3 separate regions of the Mus musculus genome follow, and regions 2 and 3 are each linked to region 1. A link is a contact called in public promoter capture Hi-C and targeted proximity ligation data. All regions are on one chromosome and are shown on one strand. The core of a region is the stretch at or near the end of the contact, and the rest is flanking DNA. Distances in the headings are between cores, read along the strand shown. Region 1 holds the start of Rasgrp2 (RAS, guanyl releasing protein 2). Region 2 holds the start of Peli3 (pellino 3). Region 3 holds the start of Rbm14 (RNA binding motif protein 14).

Evidence for each region. Promoter capture Hi-C pulls out the DNA fragments that hold promoters and counts their contacts.
Region 2: a targeted proximity ligation map of pancreatic cancer cells shows a contact between it and region 1. A contact is called at or near these places in 1 of 39 promoter capture datasets (liver) and 1 of 130 datasets of targeted methods (pancreatic cancer cells).
Region 3: a promoter capture Hi-C map of pre-B cells shows a contact between it and region 1, with 2.6 times the contacts expected there. A contact is called at or near these places in 2 of 39 promoter capture datasets (neutrophils and pre-B cells), 1 of 484 Hi-C or Micro-C datasets (B cells) and 1 of 9 other capture datasets (liver).

The regions. Positions count from the first base shown.
Region 1 is chr19:6,399,045-6,402,997 of GRCm38.p6, forward strand. Rasgrp2 (RAS, guanyl releasing protein 2) reads left to right here and starts at 1,497. Exons shown (of 17, transcript NM_011242.3): 1 at 1,497-1,607; 2 at 2,677-2,819; 3 at 3,428-3,530. The coding sequence starts at 2,747.
Region 2 is chr19:4,941,625-4,945,316 of GRCm38.p6, forward strand. It overlaps Peli3 (pellino 3), which reads right to left and starts at 1,468. Exons shown (of 7, transcript NM_172835.3): 1 at 1,314-1,468; 2 at 136-288. The coding sequence starts at 287.
Region 3 is chr19:4,809,674-4,813,617 of GRCm38.p6, forward strand. Rbm14 (RNA binding motif protein 14) reads right to left here and starts at 1,961. Exons shown (of 3, transcript NM_019869.3): 1 at 1,499-1,961. The coding sequence starts at 1,835. Gm21992 (predicted gene 21992) reads right to left here and starts at 1,926. Exons shown (of 3, transcript NR_157185.1): 1 at 1,499-1,926.

The DNA.
Region 1 (3,953 bases), core at 247-2,746:
CCCAAGGCAAGGAGGGGCAATCCTCGGAAGGGGTTTTGCGGCCCTGGGTTTCATAGTGAGTCTAAACGGCCGGAAACTGTTACCTATCCCTAGGCTAGGTGTGAGGGACATAACTGCTTGTGGCTGCCCCTCCCAAGTTCCTCGTCTCGGCCCATGCATCCAAGGCTTCCAGTTCCGAAACTGCAAAGCACCTACCCAATTTATAGACGCCTCTTTCTCTCTTGCCCAGTGGGGTGTCCCTCGCCCCATCTCTAGACAACGAACCTGGGTTCCCAGGGAGCCGCGTGTTCGTTCATTCATTCCTGGCTTTTTGAGGCTCCACTGGACCAAAACCAGCTCGCATTCTGTCCCAGCCCCTCCCCCAGGCCATCGCAAGGATCCGCAGCCCCACGCCCGCGACCTCCACCACGCCCGGGCCTCCGCCGCCCGCAGGAAGACGCCCGGGCCCGGGCAGGGTGAACCCCGTGGGAACGGTTTGTCTCGAAAACAGGAACCCGGACCGGGGGGCTGGGCGGGGCGCCCCTTCCCCACCGCAGTCCGCTTCCTGCCCCTCCCGGCTTCCTCCGTGCGACACCCAGGCGGGGCGCAGAGCCCGGGGGTGTCGCGGTGGGGGAGGGCTGCTGCACGCGGTCCCCACACCAACAGTGGCGCAGCCCCCCGCCCGCGGTTAAACTCTCTGGGGCGGCAGGGGAGGGGTTAATCTGCTTCAGGGCCCGGCGCGCGCGGGGCGAGAGGGGGAGTCCCCGGTGGAGGAGGCGCGGCGCGGGGTGCAGGGGCGGGGAGGGGGCGGGGCGGCAGGGCGCTGGGCCGCGGCGCGGAGACCGGGTGGGAGCCGCAGCCGCAGCGAGGCCGGCGGGCGGGAGCGCACGGAGGTGGCGCTGGCCGGGCAGGGTTCGGGGTCCGCGCTGCGGGTCCCAAGAGTGAGTGAGCGAGCACGCGCGCGGGTGGGGCGTGGGACACAGAGGGTGCGGCCCCTAGGGATCTCCTAGGGGCAGGCTGGCGGGGACTGCGGGTGGGTGGGGAATCTGCGGTCCTGGGTGGGACAGAGCTTGCGGAGGGGATGAGGCACTTAGAGCCACCCGCAGGAGGGGGGCGTTCGAGGCATTCCGGTGCTCGCCTGAAACGTATCTACCAGGCTCTTCCCTGCAAGTCCCCATTTGACAGATGGGAAAATTGAGGTTCAGAGAGACTAAATGATTCTCAAGGTCACCCAGCAAGGAAGTAACAGTCAGGAGGGAACGACTCTGAGAAGTCCTCGGGAGGATTCCCTAATGTAGGGGAGTCTGTGTAAGGGCGAGGTCCCTTTCCTTGGGACAAGGTTTTGGCGAGATCCAGGAATGTAAAGAACCCCAGGCTTTGGGGCTGCGAGCCCTGGAGCCTGGTTGAGGGGGGAGGGGCGGCAGAATGGGTGTGTGCGCAACCAGGGGGTATGTGGATGCGTGTGGGAGTGTACATGCGTGGAGATGCACTGTCTTTGCGTGTGTGCACACGTGTTCAGATGTCAGAGCTACTGTGATCGAGAGATCAGAGGCTGAGCTGGTTCAAGTGAACAGAAGGTCTGGGAGGTGAACTGCATTCAGGTTTGCATTCTGAAGTAAAGGACTTGGGTATGTGTGGCTGAGGATTTTCATTGCAGGTGTGCATGGGATGTGGGTGCCATTGTGTGTGATTAGGACGGGAGGTGTCTATGACCCTGGTGTGTGTGAAAAGGGTCTTCTTGCACTTAATGTAGGTCATTGGCCTTCGGCAAATACCTAGTCTAGAGAATAGGTGTTTGTTCCTGCATGGGTGCTTTTATAGTCCCCACTGATGACCAGGATTATTAATGGTGTCATGCAGGCCATGGCGCTAGCGGCCCCTTCTGGGCTCCCTACTCGGTGCTCTCACGCACAATTTAACTATGCAGCAGGGTGGGTGGGAAGGCGGGAGCCCAGGTTGGGAAGATATATGGCAATTCTGGAAGGGCTAGGACCGGACTCCTGGGACCTTAGTACTTGTGGGTTGGGAGTCCGCGGTTCCCAGGCTTTGGCTTCCCACTGACATCTCCCAACCGCAGTGGGCTACCCCTCCCACCCCCCGCCCCAGGAATGTTCTTCTCTCTAGCCCTCCTCCCCAAGGGCAGGCCCCTGGGGGATGCTACGGCCCCGCCTCCCACTCGGGGAGCCCAGGAGGGGGAGATGTAGGCAGGACTCCTGGGTTCCCTCCTCCCTCCTTCCATCCCAGGGAGAAATTCCTCCGAGGTCCCCTCAGGCACTGGGTTCCCAAAATAACCCTGCGGGGGAAGGGAGGCTGTGAAGGGAGGGGAAGCGGGAGGAGTGCAGAGTCAAGCTGTGGGGTGTTGCAGGTGCCTGTGGGGAGCAAATGCAAGGAGAGGAGGGCCCGCCAGGAGGCTTGGGGCACTAACTAACCCCTGGGGTCCTGGCTCGTCCCTTATTCTCGTAGAACCCTTCTAACCTCCCGCGACTCCGCGGGTGGGCCGGAAGCCTCTCAGCTAGTCCATTTCCCAACTAGCGAGTTGCACCATCCCGGGGCAGGACCGTTTAACCCTAGAGGGGCAACGGCAGGCAACTCCGCCCATGCCCAGCAGGGGGCGTGCCCACTCCGCCCCGTTCCTACGCGCCGAGCCGCTCCCCCCACCTCCCGCGCCTCTGCTGACTCCCACTTCTCCCAGGACAGGGGTCCGAATTGAGCACCGTGGGAGGCTCTGAGAGTGTAGCTTGGGTCTAGCCTACTGGCACCGGCAGCCATGACGAGCACTCTGGACCTGGACAAGGGCTGCACCGTGGAGGAGCTGCTCCGTGGTTGCATCGAAGCGTTTGGTGAGTTGCATGCAGCACGAGGGGTCACACCCAGCTGGACCCTGAACCAGACTCTAGGCCAGAACCTACCCAGGCTCCTATTTTGAAGTCTTCTTAAGAAAAGCTCCTTGATTTTGCGGAGAAGTACCCCAATGTACCCCTTGTACAGACGTCAAGGAAGGGGCCCCAGGGTCCCAACACTGACCTGGGAGGGGCATTATCTGTCTCCCTGGGGGATCCGGAGGAACTCTCTATCTCTAGCCTGGGAACTGTTTCCGGCAGATGGGGGTTGGTTTATCGGGTGAAAGGGGTGCCCCTTCCCCCAACACTCAGGAAATGACCTCTGGATTCTTGACCCCGGGGAACCCAGGCTCCTTCCGCTCCAGCTGGTTCCCCTCCTGACGACGGGCTTGGTCCAAGCTCTCCTCCTCCAGCCTTTGGATCCTGTGGTACCCCTCATCCACCCAGACTTATTTCTCAATTTTCACTCCTGGCTTTGGAGTGTTGGGAAATGCAGTAGGTGGGTGAGGTCCGGAGTGCAGACCCAGGGACCTGTCACCAGACTGCAGACTAGGCATCTGTGCCTCCGGACCAAGGGTCAGCTGGCTTCTTTTGGACTTTTGGAGCAGATGACTCCGGAAAGGTGCGAGATCCACAGCTAGTGCGCATGTTTCTCATGATGCACCCCTGGTACATACCTTCCTCTCAGCTGGCTTCGAAACTGCTCCACTTATATCCTTGATGGGGCATGGCTCAGGCTCTGTTGTCCACGAGTCCATTCTGCTTGGCTTGCTCAAGACCTTAGAACATAGAGTGCAGACCCTACCTATATCACACAATTCAGACACTGATCAGTCTTCTAGGACCTAGGCTTTGCCCTGTGCCTAACTGAGGACTTGGGCTCTCCTGTTACCTAGGCCTTGGCCTCATTCTCCCCTAACGTCTTGGATCAGCCCCTGCTCTGCCCCAGGGCCTCCTCTCCATCTATGGTGAAATCCAACCCTCCGCCTCCATCAATACTGCCTGCCCCCAGAGTTGACTTATCAGTTCCCCCTCTCCCCATGCATTCTCCTGGGTTCAAAGCATCCCATGCGTCAGAGCCCAGGTCCCTTCCCTTGGGTGCGCTTCCGCTCCTCTTCCTAACCATAGGTTCCC
Region 2 (3,692 bases), core at 218-2,717, 1.5 Mb before region 1:
GATCACTTTTGCTCTTCTTCTGGGAAAGTGGCAAGAAGCAGAGAGTCCTGGGAGAGCAGCCGGTGCACACTGTTATCTTGGCTGACCTGAGGGACAGTTACCCAAGCACATCACTCCTGGACTAGGGAGGCTCACCCCAGAACGATGAGTTCACCATACTTGATGGGCTCCTCGCCTGCCAGTGCTTCTTCACCAGGACAAGACAGGATGCAAGAGCCCTGGCTCCCCGGGTGCTGGAGGTCTGAGGTCCGGGGGGATCCCACGTCAGGGTTTCCTTCCAGCACCATTCTGAGCACAGTGGGAGAAGAGAAAAGAACCTTGCAACTTCCCACCCCAGCTCCTCTCAGGCTCTGGCTAGACACAAGGCAAGAATGGTCCGTCAACACTTGTTATTATAACTACTTCCTTTCCCCCAAATGGTGAGGTTGCTGGGATACCAAGGAGGGAGACTGGTGAGACAAGACCAAGAAACAAATGGCAAAATCAGAGTCAGAGTGTTTGGTCGGTTAGAGCAATATACCAACTTTGGATGGAATGTGTTTGGCAGAGGGGCAGCCAGGACTTAAGAGACCTCTAGACTCAGACTTAATTCCTGGCTTAAGCTCTTAACCCCAAGACCTCAGTTAAGCTCTCTGTCAGGTTCTTGGGTGTCTGTCTTCATTCTAATCTTATTGCCCTTTTTGCAGCAGGTCTAGGCCTCTGTCAGTCTGTCTGTTCTCAATGACTCTCTGTCCTCCCAGCACGTCCTTTTCTGCCTGTTCTCGCCCCACTCCGGTCCCTACTTCTATCCTTCCTCTATCTGTCTGCCTTTGTCTTACCACCCACCTGACTCAGTCTCCCTATCTTAGCCTGGCAATGCAGGCAGGCCTCCAGATCCCTCCCTCCCTCAGGTGTCTGTCTGTGGTCCTCAGGCCGCTTAGGTCTCTGGAGGCCTGTGGGGGCGGCGCTCCCCAGTCGGGCACCTCCTGCAGCAGAGTCAGTCGCCCGCAGGCTGTTAACAGCCCCAACGTTGGAAGGTCTGCGCAGAGGCAGGCCTGCACCCCGTGCTCGGGAAGGGCACAATGACAGCATACGCAGATACACACCAGGCGGCCCCTCACAAATACGCGCGCGCACGCTGTCAGTCCCGCGGGCAGTGCCTAGACTGGCACAGCATACCCAAGAACTCCTACGGCAGAGACGCGCCTCCGCGCTAACAGCCACAGGCGCCAGCCCTCAGACCCGCTCTCTTAACCCCGCCACCCCCAGATACTCAAACACGCCCCCAACGCACGCCCAACACAGCCCCCCGCCCCCCACCTCGCCAGCCTCACCTGGCGGCGTTCTGGGGCTCTCTGTGTGCTGCTGGCCCCCACCCGCCTCACCTCTACTGCGCCCCGGGACTGCCGCGGCGGGATGGGCCCGGCCCGCGGCTGCTCGGTGCAGCCTCGTCACGGGGACACCCGAGGCCCGGAGGAGGGAGGGATGTGCACACAAACCTCCACGCCCCACCCCTTGCCCCACGCCCCGCCCCGGCTCCGCCCCTAGAGGCCCCACCTTACCCCGAGGCTCCGCCTCCTGCGGCTTAAGCCTGGCTGTAGTCTGGGAAGCCAAAGAGGTTGTCTACAAGACCCCTCTCTTATTCCAGGCTCCGGACACCTCACCCTCATTCTGGGGTCTTCTAGGTTCTCCCCGAGACCGGAGCCTCCTTTCACACAGTAATCTAGAGGCTCCTTTTCCCAACCTAAGACTAGCGACTGCCCACCCGCTGCTCCAAGACCCCGCCTCCTTTATGGGGAAATCTCGGAATTACAGAGAAGCCCAGAGCAAACAGAGGGAAGGAAACTACTAGAAGAGGCGGAGGAAGGTGCATCACCCGTGGAGGCTGAGGAAAGCCACTGCGGTTGTCTCGAGTGCAGATCTGTCTTTCAGTTCAGCGCGACCACTTTCTCTCTGTGCAACAATCAGTGAGCTCTGGCCTCCTTGGTGTCCAGAGACATGAATCACTGACCTCCCCTCCCAACAGCATGCTTCTATCCTTTGCAAAGCCTCAAAGGAAAGCCCACTTTGGGGTGCTCGGTCCCTCAGGGCCACAGGCTTTCTTCTGTCAGTACCAGGCTCTCTGGGTTGAATTTGGGCAAATTAAGTCCTGTAATCCTTGGAAGGCGGGTACGATAATTGTGGCCTGTCACCCCTGTCCCCGATGCCACAAAACAGATTTACAGAAATGGCTTGCTACAAAGGAACCAAGAGAGGATCTGGCCCATGGCTTCATACACCTTGATAAACACTTTACCACTTACCAACATCTCCAGCCCTTGAACGACTCATTATTTTTTTTATATTAAATCTATTTTCATGTATATGAGTATTTTGCTTCCGTGTATGGTTGTGCACCACTTGTATGCCTACCTGGTGCCAACAGAGGCCAGAAACTCGAATTCTCTGGGACTGGAGTTACAAACAGTTGTGAGCCACCATGCCAGTGCTAAGTATCAAACCCAGAGCTGGGCAGTGGTGGCGCAAGCCTTTAATCCCAGCACTTGGGAGGCAGAGGCAGGCGGATTTCTGAGTTCAAGGCCAGCCTGGTCTACAGAGTGAGTTACAGGACAGCCAGGACTATACAGAGAAACCCTGTCTAATAATAATAATAATAATAATAATAATAATAATAATAATAAAAACCCAGGCTCTCTGAAAGAGCAAGCAGCCATTGCACTTAGCCACTGAGCCATCTCTAGTCCCCTTACTTTGTTTGCTTGTTTGTTAGTTTTGAGAGTCTCACTGTATACCCCTGAATGGCCTGGAGCTCACCATGTACATCATCAGACTAGCCTCCAAAAAGCTGGAGTTAAAAGCAAGGGCCGCCAAACCTGATGAACTCCTGACTTTGAAAGCTGCCATGAACTAGAGATGGACTCAGTTGTGCAACTACCAAACCCAGACACTATTGCAGATGCCAAGAAGAGCTTGCTGATAGGAGTCTGATATATAGCTGTTTCCTGAGAGGTTCTGCCAGTGCCTGGCTAATACAGAAGTAGATGCTCACAGTCATCCATTAGACAGAGCACAGGGTCCCCAATGAAGGAGCTAGATGAGGTACCCAAGGAGCTGAAAGGGTTTGCAGCCCTATAGGAGGAACAACAATATGAACTAACTGGTAACCTCAGAGCTCCCTGAGACTAAACCACCAATCAAAGAAAACACACGGAGAGACTCATGGCTCTAGCTGCATATGTAGCAGAGGATGGCCTAGTCGGTCATCAATGGGAGGAGAGGCCCTTGGTCCTGTCCCAGTATAGGGGAATGCTTGGTCCAGGGAGTGGGAGTGGGTGGGTTAGTGAGCAGGGGGTGGGAGGAAGGGATAGGGGATTTTCGGGAGGGAAACTAGGAAAGGGGATAACATTTGAAATGTAAATAAAGAAAATATCTAATAAAAAGAGAGAGAGAGAGAGAGAGAGAGAGAGAGACTCAGTTGTGGTCTCTTCTGCTTAGTACCTCCTGGTCTGGAACGATATCCCAATGGCCAGTTAACCCCTGAATTGCTCATTTGTTCTGAGGCAGTTCAGGCTACCCTTGAACTCAGAGGACAACCTTCTGAGTCTCCTGCCTCCGCTTTTCATTTTTCCCGTGCCGGGATTACAGGTGTGAGGCACCACACCTAGTTTATTCAGTGCCTGGGATCAAACACAGTGATTCACAGGTGCTAGGCT
Region 3 (3,944 bases), core at 711-3,210, 1.6 Mb before region 1:
ACTGAGACCTTTCCCACTCGTTTACACTAAACAGAAGCAAAAACCCATAAATCACACAGCCTGCTTAAAGTTTGCAGTAAAGTCAGATTCCAGATATAACCTGAATTGAAGGAAACAGAATGCAGTATTAGACAGAACAAACATTTCGTTCCTATAAATGCACATCCTATGACCCTTCACCCCCCTCTTTGAAAAGACAAGGAATGGCCCAAAGTTGTGACTTTCCAGAACAGCAAATGAACCCTTGATGAGAATGAGCAAGCACCTATACCCACATGTAGTTCCTGTCCTCAAAATTCCTTACAAGGCACAAGCAGATATGAATCCAACAACAGCACAACTAGGGAATAAACAAGGCCTCACTCCCAGGGTGCACTGTTGAAAATGACAGGGCAAAGTTAACTCTCATCAGTGAAACCCACATCGGTCTGGGTGTCTCATAAAATCTTGCCAACATAAAAAAAGCAGGTATTTGAAAGATAAAGAGATAAAACCCCAACATATGAAAATCAACAGGGTCTGAAAAAGACATTTCCTCAAAGGAAATAGCAAACTAGCAAGCTGTCCTAAGAATTATTCAAGCAATAAAAAGTACTAACTAAATAAATGGTGTTAAAACCAAGTTTAATAGAAATCTCACACGCCCCTCTCAACACCCCCCCCCCCCCCAGCCAGAGTATTCCCCTTTGCAATCTCACCAAGCTAATAAACATCTGTGCCCGGAGGCACCAGCTTAGCAAGTAAAAGGCTAACGAGGGAGAGGCTTAATAGCCCCCTTTCACATGCAAAAATAACGCAGAAAACCGGGGCTTCCACTTGTTAAGTTGTAAAACCCAACACAAAGTGGAGGGTGGAGGAAAAGAATTAAAAAGCACAAAACCGCCAAGGCTAACCCATCGAATACTGAAAGGTCAAAGGGGTTCCGAAAAGGCCCCTCCCATGCCCACAAGCAGATTCATTCCAGACAATACTAAAAAAGCCCGAACCCGAGAAACCAAGGGCCCGCTACCTTCCGGGAAGCATCGGGAAGGAACGCCAGAGCGGCCTTGGGGCTTCAACCCAACCTTTTCCCTTTTCCCTCGATCTGACCAAATTCTGGAGAGGAAGTGGGGAAGTGGCGAACTCTTTTCACCGCTCCATAATCCGGTTGGTGCCCTTCCCTTTCCATTTCATTTTGGTGCCAGGCTCATGCAACCAGGAAAAGGCGCCTCCTCCCAACCCCGCACACTCGCAAATCTCTGGCGCGTCCCCAGCCCCGAGGCTTCGGCTTGCAGTGGCCACTGCACCCGCCCGGAACCGACTCCTCCCACTTGATGAATGTTGCTGGGACCGCAGGGGAGAAGGGTGGCTCTACCCAACTCGCCCCCAGCACCTTAGGCCCCGCTCCTGCACACTTCCCCATCATTCCCAACCCTGAGGACCAACCCCAGAGTGAGGGGCGTGGCTAAGAGGCAGAGAGCACCGCGCGTGTCCCCTCCCGAGCGCGCTCCCGCGTTACCTTTTACCACGTCACACTCGATGACGCGTCCACGGCGCTCGAAGAGGCTGCGCAATTCCTGACTTGTACATGCAGCCGATACATTGCCCACGAAAATCTTCCAAGTGTTCAGGGGCCTCGGGCGCGACATCTCCACCACGAGCGCGCGACCTGGACGCAGCTCGTGGCCATGCAGGGCCTCGATGGCGCGCACCGCGCCAGCGTTCTCGCGCATGTGCACGAAGGCAAACTGTTTCATGACGGCGCAGCTCATGACCGTGCCATAGGGCGCGAAGAGAGCTGCCAACTCCTCCGGTGTCGTATCCGCCCCATCGACATTGCCCACAAAAATCTTCATTTTGCCGCCGCAACCGCCTTCTCGGAGAGACAGGACCTCTCCTACAGCGACAGGCAAAACGTCCGAACGACCCGCAGTCCTCCACAGGAATGGCTGGCGACCGAGAACCCCGCCGCGCAGGCGCTCTAACCTAACCAATTGGAGGCGGCATCGCGCGCGGATAGCAGCCAATCAAACAGGTTGAGAGCAGATGTCCTTTGACGCAGCCAATCCCAGAGGGCCTGGAGCCCCTTGTTAACGGAGGGGGTGGAAAAAGCATAGAGGCGCGCGACCAACCGCCACCTTCGGGGGGAGGGGAAAGGAGGGCTGGGGACGGGGAAGCGCGCTCCGGCCGAGTCCGCAGAGGCCTAGTCAGAAGAGCTACCTCCGGCCAGGGTGTGGCGTCCCGGCGGGGCCCCAAGGAAAACTTTGTTCTTTAGGGAAGTCCGGGCTCCTCCGTTTGAGCTGCCGCAGCCAAACCCTGGGTGTTGTGATGGCAGCCTCAGCGTCTGCGGTAAGGCCGCGCCCGGAGGAGAAACCAGGACAAACCCCTTTTAGTCTGGGATTGGCCCCCGACACTATATGCTTGGAGTAGGAAGGGACTGTAACTCTTTCTTTGCAAGCACATTACTTGGGGTTGCTTGAGCTCTGGAGGATTTTGCAGACAGTGAATATTGAGCGTCTGTCTGTCTCAACCTGATGGAATTTCGAGAATTACGATGATGACCATTTATTGTATGCATGAAGTTTATCACAGTATTATGTTCCATAAAGTAGAAGATCAGTAATCCTGAGGAAGCCAAAAGTTGGATCTTAAAAATATATGAGGAGGGGGCCAGGAGTGGTGGGCACCCTTTTAATCCCAGCAACCAGGAAGCAAAATCGAAAGAAATTTGTTCGAGGCCAGCCTGGTCTACATAGTGAGATCCAGGATAGGCAAGGATATAGAGAGACCCTGTCTTTAAAAAAACAGCAAAAACTTAGAGGGGCTGCTCACTGGTAAGAGAGCTTGCTGCTTTTCCAGAAAACTTGAGTTCGATTCCCAGCACCAACATGAGGGCTTACAAACCAGCTAATTCCAGTTCCAAGAGAACTGGCCATTGCACATCTGTGGTACGCAGAGAAACAAGCAAAACACCCACACACATAAAATAACGTTAAATTTAAAAAAGGCTGGAGAGATGGCTCAGTGGTTAAGAGCACCGACTGCTCTTCCAAAGGTCCTGAGTTCAAATCCCAGCAACCACATGGTGGCTCACAACCATCCATAGTAAGATCTGTCGCCCTCTTCTGGTGCATCTGAAGACAGCTACAGTATACTTAGATATAATAATAAATAAATCTTTTAAAAAAATTTAAGCCATCCCTGTAATCCCAGCACTTGGGAGGCAGAGGCAGGCAGATTTCTGAGTTCGAGGCCAGCCTGGTCTACAGAGTGAGTTCCAGGACTGCACAGAGAAACCCTGTCTCAAAAACAAACAAACAAAACTAAAAAAATTTCAAAAGAACAGAACAAAGCAGCCCACTGCTGTACTCACAGCTTTAAGGGTCAGAAGTTGAAAGTCATCCCAAATTGCCTGGGATATGTGAGACCCTATGTCAAATAAACAAATAACCTTGGGGAGAGGTCTCTTGAGTCTTGGCGGCTTTCTTTTAATGTTTTGTGTGTATGAATGTTTGCCTGTATGTATTCATATACCACGTGCATGCAGTGCCTGCGGAAGCCAGAAGAGGGCGTCAGATCCTGATGTTAGTGAGCTGTCATATGGATGCTGCTGGGAGCTGTTTCTGTTCTTTTTTTTTTTTTTTTTTTTCCTTCGAGACAGGGTTTCTCTGTGTAGCCCAGGCTGTCCTGGAGCTCACTTTGTAGGCCAGGCTGGCCTCAAACTCAGAAATCTGCCTGCCTCTGCTTCCCGAGTGCCCACCACGCCCGGCTGCTCCTGTACTCTTAACTGCTAAGCCATCTCTCTATCCCTTTGTGGGTTTCTTGTTCATGTGAGCTCCCCTTTCCTTCAAGAAAAGCACTTTATAATTAGGAGGAAACAGCTCCACAGCAAAGATGAATATATAACATAAAATGAATCATTTTAACCATGTCCAAGTGCACAGTCTGTGCTATCAAGTACATTT